2 separate regions of the Capra hircus genome follow, and region 1 is linked to region 2. A link is a contact called in public Hi-C data. All regions are on one chromosome and are shown on one strand. The core of a region is the stretch at or near the end of the contact, and the rest is flanking DNA. Distances in the headings are between cores, read along the strand shown. Region 1 holds the start of GLUL (glutamine synthetase). Region 2 has its middle 15 kb from the start of ZNF648.

Region 1 (5,326 bases), core at 1,900-4,399, 310 kb after region 2:
AAGTTCCCAATGCCACTCCCCCCAGACTCCATCTTTTTTCTTTAGATGTGCAAGACTCAGTTTAAATAAAGGGGTCCATTGTTCATGCTTGGAGGCAGTGTAGGAGCTTAATGTTGACTGAATAAAGTCCTATAAAGTCCTGCCTTAGAAATGCTTTACATCAGAATAAAGAGGCCAGATCTAGTGGCTTGGTCTCAAGTTGCCACCCAACCCCCCCTCAGTTCCACCCAGCCTCTCACCTTCTATACACTTGGGTTCAGAATCCAAGGTTCGGGTCTTGCAGCGCAGTCCTTCCCCAGTGCCGTCGATCCAGATGTACATAGCCTGGACTTTCTCGCCCTGAGGTAGGGCCATGTACACCTGCTTGATGCCTTTGTTCAAGTGGGAGCTCGCCGAGGTGGCCATGGTGGAAGGTGTTCTGAAGAGAGACAGAAAAAAAATAAAATAAGAACACCAACCCTAAACAGATCCTCTGCAGGAATAACGCAATAAGGACAATTAAATCAAGAAGTCACAGTGGGAGTGGCGGCCCCTCCCTTTGGAAGTCACACACTCAAAAGTACAGTACATTTATTTAACTTGCTTTCAGGGAGATTAAAGTTTTATACTGAACAAAAGTCTCCTTATTCCCTTCCTCAAGCCAGAATCTAAACTTTTGAGCACTAAGTTCTATTTTTGCGGTTTGTCAGAGGTAGAGGAATTGTTTCATTTTTCATACTAAGATACTGGGGGGAAGGGGGGTGGTGAGCCCAAAACAAAATATGAAAGTTCAGAAACAGTCTGCAGAACAGACATCTCCAAGCAAAATCCGGCCACAGAAGGGCTTGGCTGCTATGATCTCTTGGTTAAGTTCTCCCTTTCCCTTACACCCCAGAGGATGCCTCAATAAAAAGTTCTTTTGAAGATTCCTCCACCCTTCCAAATAAACAACCCACCCCATTCCCATTTAGCTGGAAGGAGGAAACCGGGGCTAGCTAGAAGATTTAAGAGTTGGTGGCTTCCTAACAACGACTAATGTGTAACTTTGGTACATTTGATCCAACCTGGATTTTAAGACACACACTGGCATGACTTCCATCAGTTTGAGGCAAAGTTCTCATTTCAGAGAGTAGACTTAAGTTTGAGAGTGACCAGATTCCACCAAAGAACTTTAAGTTAATTAAGAAATTCCCACTTCTAAATCAAAAAGATCTGGGGTTTCAAAAGCTGAGGCACGCTAAAATCTGTGAGCCACCACCGCAAAACCTCTCAAAGAAGAGACACTGAAGCCACAGAACCAAACCCCAACACAAAGAGGAAACGTCCTACCTCCTCCCTCCCCCATTGATCGCCCAGGGTGGCTGGAGAGGGAACATATTGTTCTCCTCCAATGACTTGGGCAACTTTCTGAAGTACAGTGGCAAAGTTTCTATGGGCAACCGTCCATGTTTGCCCAGCTGAAAACAACTGCTTCTCCCTGCAACAGCCTCACCCTTCCCCTCCGGGAAGAGAAGCTGTCTGTCAAGTTGTGTTAGCAGACAATCTTTGCCGACTCCCTCTAGACTTGGTCAGTCAAATCCCACCCCTTATGCCCATCGCCCATCCTGGCTTTAAAAGCCAGTAGGAGCAATCCCAGACCCTTTCAGCTCCCAGCTATAACCCCATCCCTGGCTTTCCTCTCCCACCGGTTACCACCTCCAATTTCAAGTCACACTTTCTCCCTTAAGCCTCGGGGGCCTGCTCTTTTCGGTGATGCCAACTCGGTTCCGTGACAGGTTGGATGCCAACAGCCGCCTGCTCTATCAACTAGTGCCGCCGAGATGTCGAGATTTTACGTGGTGGGGGGGGATGGAGGGCTGGGATTCTGCGGTCCTTAGCGGTTTCTTGCAGCTGTGGTGGGAGCAGCGTCCTGGATCCCTGCTCCTCACTCACCCCAGCCAGGTAAGATCAAAGGTATCGATGATGCCCTCCTTGGCCCTTCTCCTTTTGGAGTGGCGTTCGCGCCTCTCGTGGGTCTCCGGCTCTCGCTGGTCCACGCACCGGAGCTTTCTGGGCGAGGGAGACGGAGAGGGAGAGGGAGTCGAAGTGCGGTCGGAATCGCACCGGGTGGAGCAGGAATACGAAGGCTCCTGAGTCGACTTGATCTTGACTCGCGGTTTCTCTCCAGCATTCACCGAGTAGGCGACGAAGCCGAAACTGTTGGAGGGGGACCCCGAGGACCGAGATTCCAGGTCGTCTTCATCTTCGTTCGCGTTCTTCTTCGCGGATTTGCGGCTGGGGGAGCATCCCCGCTTCCCGCCCCCAGGGTAGTTGGGAAAATCCACGTTGAGAGCAGCCCTTTCCCACTGAAACGTCCCAAAAGTCGGCGCCCCGCCCCTTGGGCCCCCGTCTGGATCTCAGGGCGTTGCCAAGGGGGCCATAGCCCTCCAAGGCCGGGGCGGGGTGGGGGTGGGGGCGGTAGCTGGGGAGTCCGCCGGAGGGACAGCGCTCCGCTGCTGCCCCTGTCCGGCCAGCCAGGCCTCTCCACCCGCCGCGCCCGCCGGCCACGCCGCGCTCCCGGGCTCCCCATTGTTCAGTCACAGGGGTAGACCCCGCGGCGGGAGCGGGCCGCACCACCGACTCTCCCGGCACCTGGCCTCGGCGCAGGCAGCTAACCGCGCCCCGGGGCCCGCAGCCGCGGAGAAAGAGGGCGAGGCTCGCGCAGGGGGACCGCTCCATCCACCACGCACGCCCCACGGCCGAGCGGGCTCCTCGGCTCGTCCTGCCCAGCGACCTCCAGGGGCGGCGCTTTAGGCCGCCAGCAGCTGAAGGAAGATCAAAACAACTCCCCGCCCTCCGCGAAGCCTGGCGCCCCACCATCGCCGACCCAGACCCGCGGGCAGCGAAAGCAAGCAGGAGCCCCCCCACCAACACACACCTCCCTCCAGGCCGGGGCGCAGAGTAGGGCCAGGAGGTGGGAAGAGGCCGAGACGATCGGTCAGGGAGCGGCGGCCGGGCCGGCGCGGCACACTTCCGAGCCCCCTTCCCGCCCTCTTTCCCGGGCCGGCTAGGTGCTTACCTAGGCGCCGAGCAAAGCGGCAGGGCGAGCAGGCGGCGAGAGCGAGGTGAGGAGAAGAGAGGCGAGGAGGACCGGGAGGTGCTGCTTAGACAGCTGGCTCTTCTCCCATTCTCTGCTCTGCAGGGCGGCCCGCCGCCCCGCACGCTTTATCGGCGGCCGGGGCCGCCCCCGGCGCCCTGATTGGTTCCCAGAGGCCCGGAGCCCGGGCGGATCAGCTGATGCACCGTCCCGGCACCACGGCCATTGGGCGAGCCGCCGAGCGGGCGCCGCCGGGTGGGGGCGAGCGGACCCGGGAAAGAAAGAAAGGGAAAGGGCGGTGGGGGAGGGGACGTGGGGGGAGGGGCGCGAGGCAGGGCGGGCCGGCGGCGGGCGGAGGGCCCGGGGCCTGCCGGGAAGGACCCCGCCGCCGGGGCTGCAGCGCGCCGCCGCGCCGCCGCCCGCCTGGCCCCGGGCGGTCCCCGCGTGCTCTCCCCCGCGGCGCCCCCGGGTCAGATATTCTGAGGGAGGGTTCTTTTCCCAGGTCCCACTGCACGCCCCAGAGGAAATTCCAACCCACAGGCACCAGCTTTTGCCTTTCGCTGTTGGAGAACCTCCACTCCCTTGCCCGGCCCTCAGGTCCTGCTTGAGGTTCGGGGGGGTGGGGGCCTCAGTAGCCCCGGGCTCCCCGGTGCCTGGGCCGGCCTCGGAGGGGGCGGCGCAGACAGGGGGCTGCCGGAGGTAGGCCGGAAAGAGCCCCCTGGCCGGCCTCCTCGGCGGGTTTGGGGATGTGACCTGGAGTCTCCCATCTCCCGTTTGTAGTGAACGCACTGTGTTTTGTCTCGTTGCGTGGAGAGGGTCCCGGCGGGCGGAGACACACCTGAGGCAACTCTGCAGCCTCTCTGGACCCAAGTTCCCTTTTCTGCAAATCAAATAAAACGGTTCAAGAGAGGACCTTTAGAGCCGCGCAACAGATTTGAAATCCTCTGTGCGAACCGTTTCCCAAGGACAGCTGACAGGGGATTGAGGTCTTGGCATCTCCCCCTTTGAAACCTAGGGTACGTCAAAAATTTAAGTTCTGTCTGGTGTTGCTTTTCATGTAATTTATTGAACGTCTTTGAAATCTGGAAAACGAGAATCAGTACCCCTTCCTCTTCTCTCCTCAGAGCTTTATTAGGATAGTTGAGAAAATGTGTGTGTGAACAAAGTCTTGAAAGGGATGTTTGTCAACAGATACACAATTTTATATATATGTATACAACACACATAAATATAGTGTCTTCATTGCTACCAGTGATAAGATTTAATCATACTGTTTTTATTGCCTGAATCCTCCTGATGGTGTCTAGCCTTTATCGCACCTTTCAAGAGCCCCAGTATATGAGATTTTCTGTTTGAAAACTAAGAAATCGTGTTGCTTTGGAAGAGGAAGGGAAGAAGTTTGCTCTTCTGGTTATTTTTTTGTACCACAAATATGGAAAAGAAATGTTGCCTGTGACCACACACATAACTTGGCCTCTTTGGTCAACATCCCTCCCCTGTGGGAGTGTGGCTAACACTGCAGTGCTTTAAGATGACAGACTCAAGGTTCATCTCAAACAGAAACTTTTGGTATGTTTCAGACAGGTGACATTCTGGACCAGGTAAGTCGCCTTGCAAGTGTGAGGTATTCTGTCCTTAAACTTGCACTTAAACTTGTGATCCTTCAAATGATGGTGAAAGGCTGGGCTTCAGGTCGGGCAATGTAGGTTCAAATCTGGGTTTGACTTCTTACCAGCTTTATATTCAGGTGGATGCTTAGCCCTGAAGCCTCAGTTTCCTTGGCTACAAATTAGGCGTAACAGCTACCTTGTGTATTGTAAGGATTAACTGTGATGGCACACACATACAGCAATGCTAGAAAGCAATAATTGTAATTATTATAGGCCAAGATAATCTGAAGGGATTAGATTATTTCTTTTCCTGCCATAACCCATGAAGTACAACTTTCTAACTCTGGGTATTGCGCCACCATTAGTTTTATGAGAGTGGGTTTAGATCTGATCACAAAGTGAGCTCTCTTCATTCCATCTATTTCTGTGAAGTCTTGAGTTTAAATGGTTGAGGAGGGGGTGTTGGGAGGGGAAAGGCCATGTTCTTGTTTTAAAAAACGTTACTTTTCAGTTGCCAGACTGCCAGAAGTGAGCCAGAGCCTTCTACTGTACTGGTCACTGCCAGCACCCGAGGTAGGGATGGCACACGGAATAGAAAATAGAAAAGTAAGAGGCAAGCACAGTTCTTAAAGCTTCTAGTATGTGAGTCAGCCTGCTGCCC
Region 2 (5,700 bases), core at 2,435-4,934:
ACAGCATATTGAAAAGCAGAGATATTACTTTGCGGACAAAGGTCCGTCTCATCAAAGCTACGGTTTTTCCAGTAGTCATGTATGGATATGAGATTTGGACCATAAAGAAAGCTGAGTGCTGAAGAATTGACGCTTTTGAACTATGTGTTGGAGAAGACTCTGGAGAGTCCCTTGGACAGCAAAGAGATTCAACCTGTCAATCCTAAAGGAAATCAATCCTGAATATTCATTGGAAGGACTGATGCTAAAGCTGAAGCTCCAATACTTTGGCCACCTGATGCAAAGAACTGACTCATTGGAAAAGACCCTGAGGCTGAGAAAGACTGAAGGCAGAAGGAGAAGGGGACGACAGAGGATGAGATGCTTGGATGGCATCACCGACTCGATGGACATGAGTTTGAGCAAGCTCTAGGAGTTGGTGATGGACAGAGAAGCCAGGCGTGCTGCAGTCCATGGGGTCACAAAGAGTCAGACATGACTGAGCAACTGAACTGAACTGAACTGAATAGGATGGAGGACGAGATGATTGGAGGAAAGGAGCTCAGGGAACCCAGAGGCCAGATAGGTGGAGCTGTAGTCCCAGAAATTAGGACATGATGGCGTTGGTAAGAGTGACAGTGAGCCAAGTGCTAAGATCTACATACAGAATGAAAGAGGAACTTCCCTGGTAGTCCAGTGGTTAGGGAGCCAAGCCAAGCCAAGCCAATGCAGGGGACATGGGTTTGATCCCTGGTTGGGGAACTAAGATCCCACATTTCACAGGGCAACTACACTTGCATGCTGCAGCTACTGAGCCCACGCTCTCTAGAGTCTATGCTCCACAGCAAGAGAAGCCCACAGGCAGCAAGGTCTAGTGCAGCCACCTCCCACCCCCTTCCCAAAGAATGAATGAAAGAAAGTGGCCTGGGGTTTGTGAGAGACTATGCCAAGGAGGGGTGGTGGGTGCTGTAGGCTGATGATTTGATCTTCAAAGCCAAGAAATTCTTACAAGAATGGCGTGAAATGGCAAGAAGAGATGAAGAAGACACCTGCACTACCCATTGGTAGGAGGGATGTAGAAAGGAAAAATAACTCACCCCTTGAGTAGGCTGCATGGAACTGCTCCAGAAGAGAGCAAAGAGGGAAAAAGAGGTGAAGGTAGGAAATAGTGTTTCTATCGGTGGTGGTTAGACCACCTGCTCACTCCATCTCTGCACTCCAGCCAGAGTCTTTGGAATGTTTCTCAAACATGCCAAGCTCTTTGCAACCTCAGGGCCTTGGCATAGGCTTAAAATCACACCTCTGACCCTACCCCAATCCTTTAGATCTCATGTTGAGTATTATTTCCTCTAAGAAACCTTGCTGAACACCCTTCTTAAATCAGAGTGTGAGTGCTGGTACCAGTATTTCACAAACACACTTTCTGTGGTCAAGGAATCCAGCCTCCTGACACATATCAGGAAGTGAGCAGGTGGTGTGAGTTTGCTGAGAGCCACGATGGGCCAAATCCAAAGCACATGGAGGCATACAACTCAGCCATGGTGGTGGTGGTGGTGGTGGGGATTCAGAAAATGACGAAACAGAGGCCTAAAGGCTGAGCAGGAGTCAGCTGAGAGAGGGTGGGAGGCTACTGAGAGAAGTGGGGAGCTGGGACCCCTTCCAATGGCTGAGTGAGAGAAGGTGAGAGGGGCTGATGCTGCGGGCCTGTGGGACGTGCTAAGGGTGATTATTTTGTCTTTAGAAGGTATATGATTCTTTTGCTCAAGGATTATGAGCAGAAACAGAACATGATCAAATGTGGCCCACACTGTGTTTCACCCCAGGACAAGTTCAGAGCTGGCATGCGGGAGCCTGATGACCCCAGCCTTCTGGGGCACAAAACAAGGCCAAGTGCTGTCCTGGGGAAAAACATTTGACTGGGATTCTGCAACCACGGAGCCACAGAACGTCCTGGACAGCTGGCCTCCCACCCACCACCCAGACGGCTTTATTAACCAGCTCTTCAAAAGGTCCGCCTTCTCCATTTGATTCCGGTGCTGTGTCTTGACCTTCTTCGTACCTATTATCAGTAGCATCTGCTACAGACCCTGGTGTGCAGGAACACTGAGTTCCTTTGTTTTCTCACTGTGGTTTGAATGCATATCTCTCTATTTCTGATCTATGACAAGGTCCAAGAGTCCCTCATAGGACCAATGGATCTGGTCCTTGGACATTTGTCTCTACAGGTTACCATAGAGACAGCTGGGGCTCACAGGTCTGCAGATTCAGGGATGCTTCACTGCCATTCTCGGGACCTGAGAGTTCTTTGCAAGGCTGGGAGGGCAGAACATCCTAGAGCCTTGGCCGCTTCCCTCTGGGGCCTGATGAGTCCCTGGGGTGCTGCAGGGCCAGGTTGGGGGTGGTTGCTGGGAGCCCTTATCACATCGGACCAGAAGAACTCTGCAGAGAGGAGAAGCTTTCTCTGCCTCCTGCTTGCTCTGGTTATACAGCTTCTTCCCTCAAACCCAGGCCTCTCTCTTGTCCTTTCACACCAAACCTGGAGGCCCCTAAAACTCCAAGTCTAATCTTAGTAACTGAAAAACTTGTTTCCCTGTCTCATAATCTTTAAATTTGTTGAGAAATTGAGGAGAAATGCTAGCATTCCATCCTTTTGGGGGCAGCCAAGAAGTGGATTAAAAATAAGACAATTCAGTTTCTATATTCAAATAGCCTAGCTTGCTAGCCCTGTTGCCTTGAATCTCCTCTCCTGTTTTCCACCTGCCTGTCTCCCACTTACTCTCAGCTCAGATGTCACCTCAGATAGAAATGGCGCATATTCATGAATCATCCTCACTTCTCAAACTCTCTGCATTATTTGCCCGTCTGGCCAGCCTGCAACTGGCCCGTATCAAGTAGGTACTAGACTGAACGGAATTCCGGGCAAGAAGGTGGGTCCGCAGAATCTGCCTATTGACTGGTGGTTGCCCAGAGAAGATGGGCTTAGATGGGAGGCACCAGAAGAGGTGCAAGATTGAGGGACACTAGCTCTCAGAACAGGACATTCAAAGGCAGAACAGGAAAGGGAGGGCATGCCCACATCCTCTGGCTTCCCCACCTCTATTTACACCAGGTATCTGAGACTAGGAGACATTTCTAGAATGGACCAGCAGGTGGCAGCCTTGCCCCTCCGATGAGGGACTCCTTTCCCCAGATTAAGCTACAAGACATCTTGCTGTGGGAGGCAGGCCCCAGGGGGCCTTCTCTAGGCCAGTCTCAGGGTGATTTGAGGCACAGACAAGGTCAGGACACCAGCAGCTTTACATGCAGTAGGATCTGTAACCATCTGCGGATCCAGCCTTATTCCACACTTTCTTAGATCCACAGGTCTTGCATGCTTGTTTAAAAAAAAAAAAAAAGCACAGGTGTCACCCAAAACCACTAAATCATAATTCATGGAGGTTCCCTGGGAAACCCCAGGTGATTTTGCCATCAGCAGACCACATTCTTATTTGCCTGATTTGATTCCATAGGCCAGCCCTTCAGTCACAAAATTGACTATCAGTTAGAAAGATCCAGCTCAGCTTACCGCCCACCACTCTGCCCAAGGCACGAACTTCATCAGGGAAGACTGAGCAGATACGTCCAGGAGCTGGCTGCTGGTGAAGGATGAGCAGTGCCCGCGGCACAGCCTTGTGCTCCCACTGTGCTCTGTGCTCCCACTGTGCTCTCCCTGCCACTCACCTTGTTCTTCCACCTGCCTCGGCTCAGGCTGCAGCCAGAGAACCCAGCCCTCTCGCCACCAGCTAAACGTTAACCCCTCTGCAGGGCCTGTTGACAAGTCTGCAGAAGCAAACAGTTTAGTGGCCAGCTCCATCGCCTCTCGGGTAGGCGGTTATTTCCAGCACATCCCAGGAAGCTGAGGCCCATGGAGGGCATCCTGGTATTGATCAGGGGCCCACGTTGCATGGAAATTCTGGGCTGGGGAGGACGGGGTACTGACTTTGGGTGTTCACAGCAGGAGACCACACTGTTGCCTCCACTTCCTCCTGCAGCTATTCCTGGCACCCCTCACCCCTGCAAGTCACTGCTCCCAGATGGCCCTGGGCACAAAGCTGCCAGTGTGGGGAAGCTCTCGAGGAGGGGAGCTCAGGTGTCAATCAGCCAACCTGAAAGAGCTGGCCTGGTGGAGACCCACTCTGATGGTGCCCCACATTGCCGTCCACCACTTCCTGCCTCCATGCCTTCCTGGCTCTCCCTGTTTCCTCCTAGACTGGCCCCTGCCACCCAAATCCTATGTGCTTCAAGGACGTCCCTGGTGGTCCAATGGTTAAGATTCCACGCTGCCAGGGCAGGAGACCTGGGTTCGATCCCTGATTGGGAACTAAGATCTCACATGCCCTGCGGTGTGTGCCAAAAATTAAAAAGAAAAAGAAAACAAATGCTATGTGTTTCTGAAAGTCACTCTCAGATGCTGCTTGTGAGGCCCCCGTCCAGCCTCCCTGTGGTCTGTCTTCCTGCTCCACCCACTGGAGCACATTCTCTGACTCTCCCTTATGGCGCCAAGTGAAATGGCCATTTGTGTACATCTTCCCAATTGTGTTGGAAACCAGGAACAGGCATCCCATGGGCCGTCCCAACCCCTAGAGCAGGGTCTGAGAAGGACCTGACAAGACGAGGAGCACAGGAAGTGGTGAAGAAAGCCCGGGGAAGAGACGTGGTGCGAACTCTTGCAAATGCAGAAGGGGCAGGAGAAGATGGCGGCAAGTTGCCGTTGACAAGGAAGGCTTCATGCAGGAGGTGGGAATGGATCTGAGCCCTGAAGGAGGGATTAGGTAAAAAGTCACCAGCAGGGTATCAGAACTTTCTTCAAGTCAATCCTGGGATATTCTGGGTGGGAGGAAAGGGTCCGTGCTGGCCATGGGCCAATCACGGTCGACAGGAGGTCTTGTTGATGCTCCTGGTTCATCCCCAGGACAACTTGCCGGAGTGTATGGAGCTACCCAGGAGTGAGGATGCATGGAGTCGGGGGCCCTGGCTTCCTCCCTGGACCCAGTTCACACCTAGAGAGGGACATCAAACCCCAGACCAGACAGAGGGCTGGAGGCTGACCTGCTGTCAGAGCAGGCACAGCACCCCCAAACCCAGTCTTTGGGCTTATGGTGTGGCCATGGTTGACACCAGCCTGGCAAAGCCACATCCTGAAATCAAAGGAGGACCAGCCTGAGAGGTGGAAAGCCCTTCTTTGGGGACTTCCGCACCCTCAAGGACCTCCTCACCTTCTCCTCTCCTGCCCCCAGGGTACATGCTGTGAGACTTTGAGGGCTTCTCCTCTTCAGTGACTAGCTTGTCTTTGCTTAGTGGGGATTGGGTGTTTGGAGGGGACAGCAGGCAGGGTGGAGAAGGGGGGCCCGTGGCATGGGTAAAACCTTGTGTTCCACCTCTGCGCTCCACCCTGAATGTATTACCCGCGCTAACCATTCTTCCAAGTTTGCGTAAGACAAAGAAAGGGAGTCCAGCAGGGACTCCCCCTCTTGGCCACCCCATGGGCCCCTGAGAGCGGGTGTAGGTGTATGGACTGCGTGCAGCGCTGGAGGCCGGTGTCACAACCAGCACCCCACCCCCGCCATGGTTCACCCAGCCTCAACCCTGTTTGGGAAAACAGCACCCAAGGACAGAGCGTGCCTTGCGTTCCCCTCAGAGGATGGGCTGTTTCTCTCCTATCTGATGGAGCTCTGGCCAAAA

Evidence for each region. Hi-C and Micro-C count contacts between places; a contact is called where the count stands out from the background.
Region 1: a Hi-C map of liver shows a contact between it and region 2, with 8 times the contacts expected there. The contact joins the promoter of GLUL here to the enhancer-like site in region 2. A contact is called at or near these places in 2 of 5 Hi-C or Micro-C datasets (blood and liver).

What each region holds. Positions count from the first base shown.
Region 1 is chr16:62,101,950-62,107,275 of ARS1.2, forward strand. It overlaps GLUL (glutamine synthetase), which reads right to left and starts at 3,150. Exons shown (of 7, transcript XM_018060686.1): 1 at 3,038-3,150; 2 at 240-418. The coding sequence starts at 405.
Region 2 is chr16:61,794,182-61,799,881 of ARS1.2, forward strand. No RefSeq gene overlaps it. Among named protein-coding and RNA genes, the nearest start is that of ZNF648, 15 kb to the left of the region's middle. Within about 2 kb of position 3,685, at least 1 of the 5 cell types and tissues checked has an H3K27ac peak or open chromatin away from gene starts, as enhancers often do.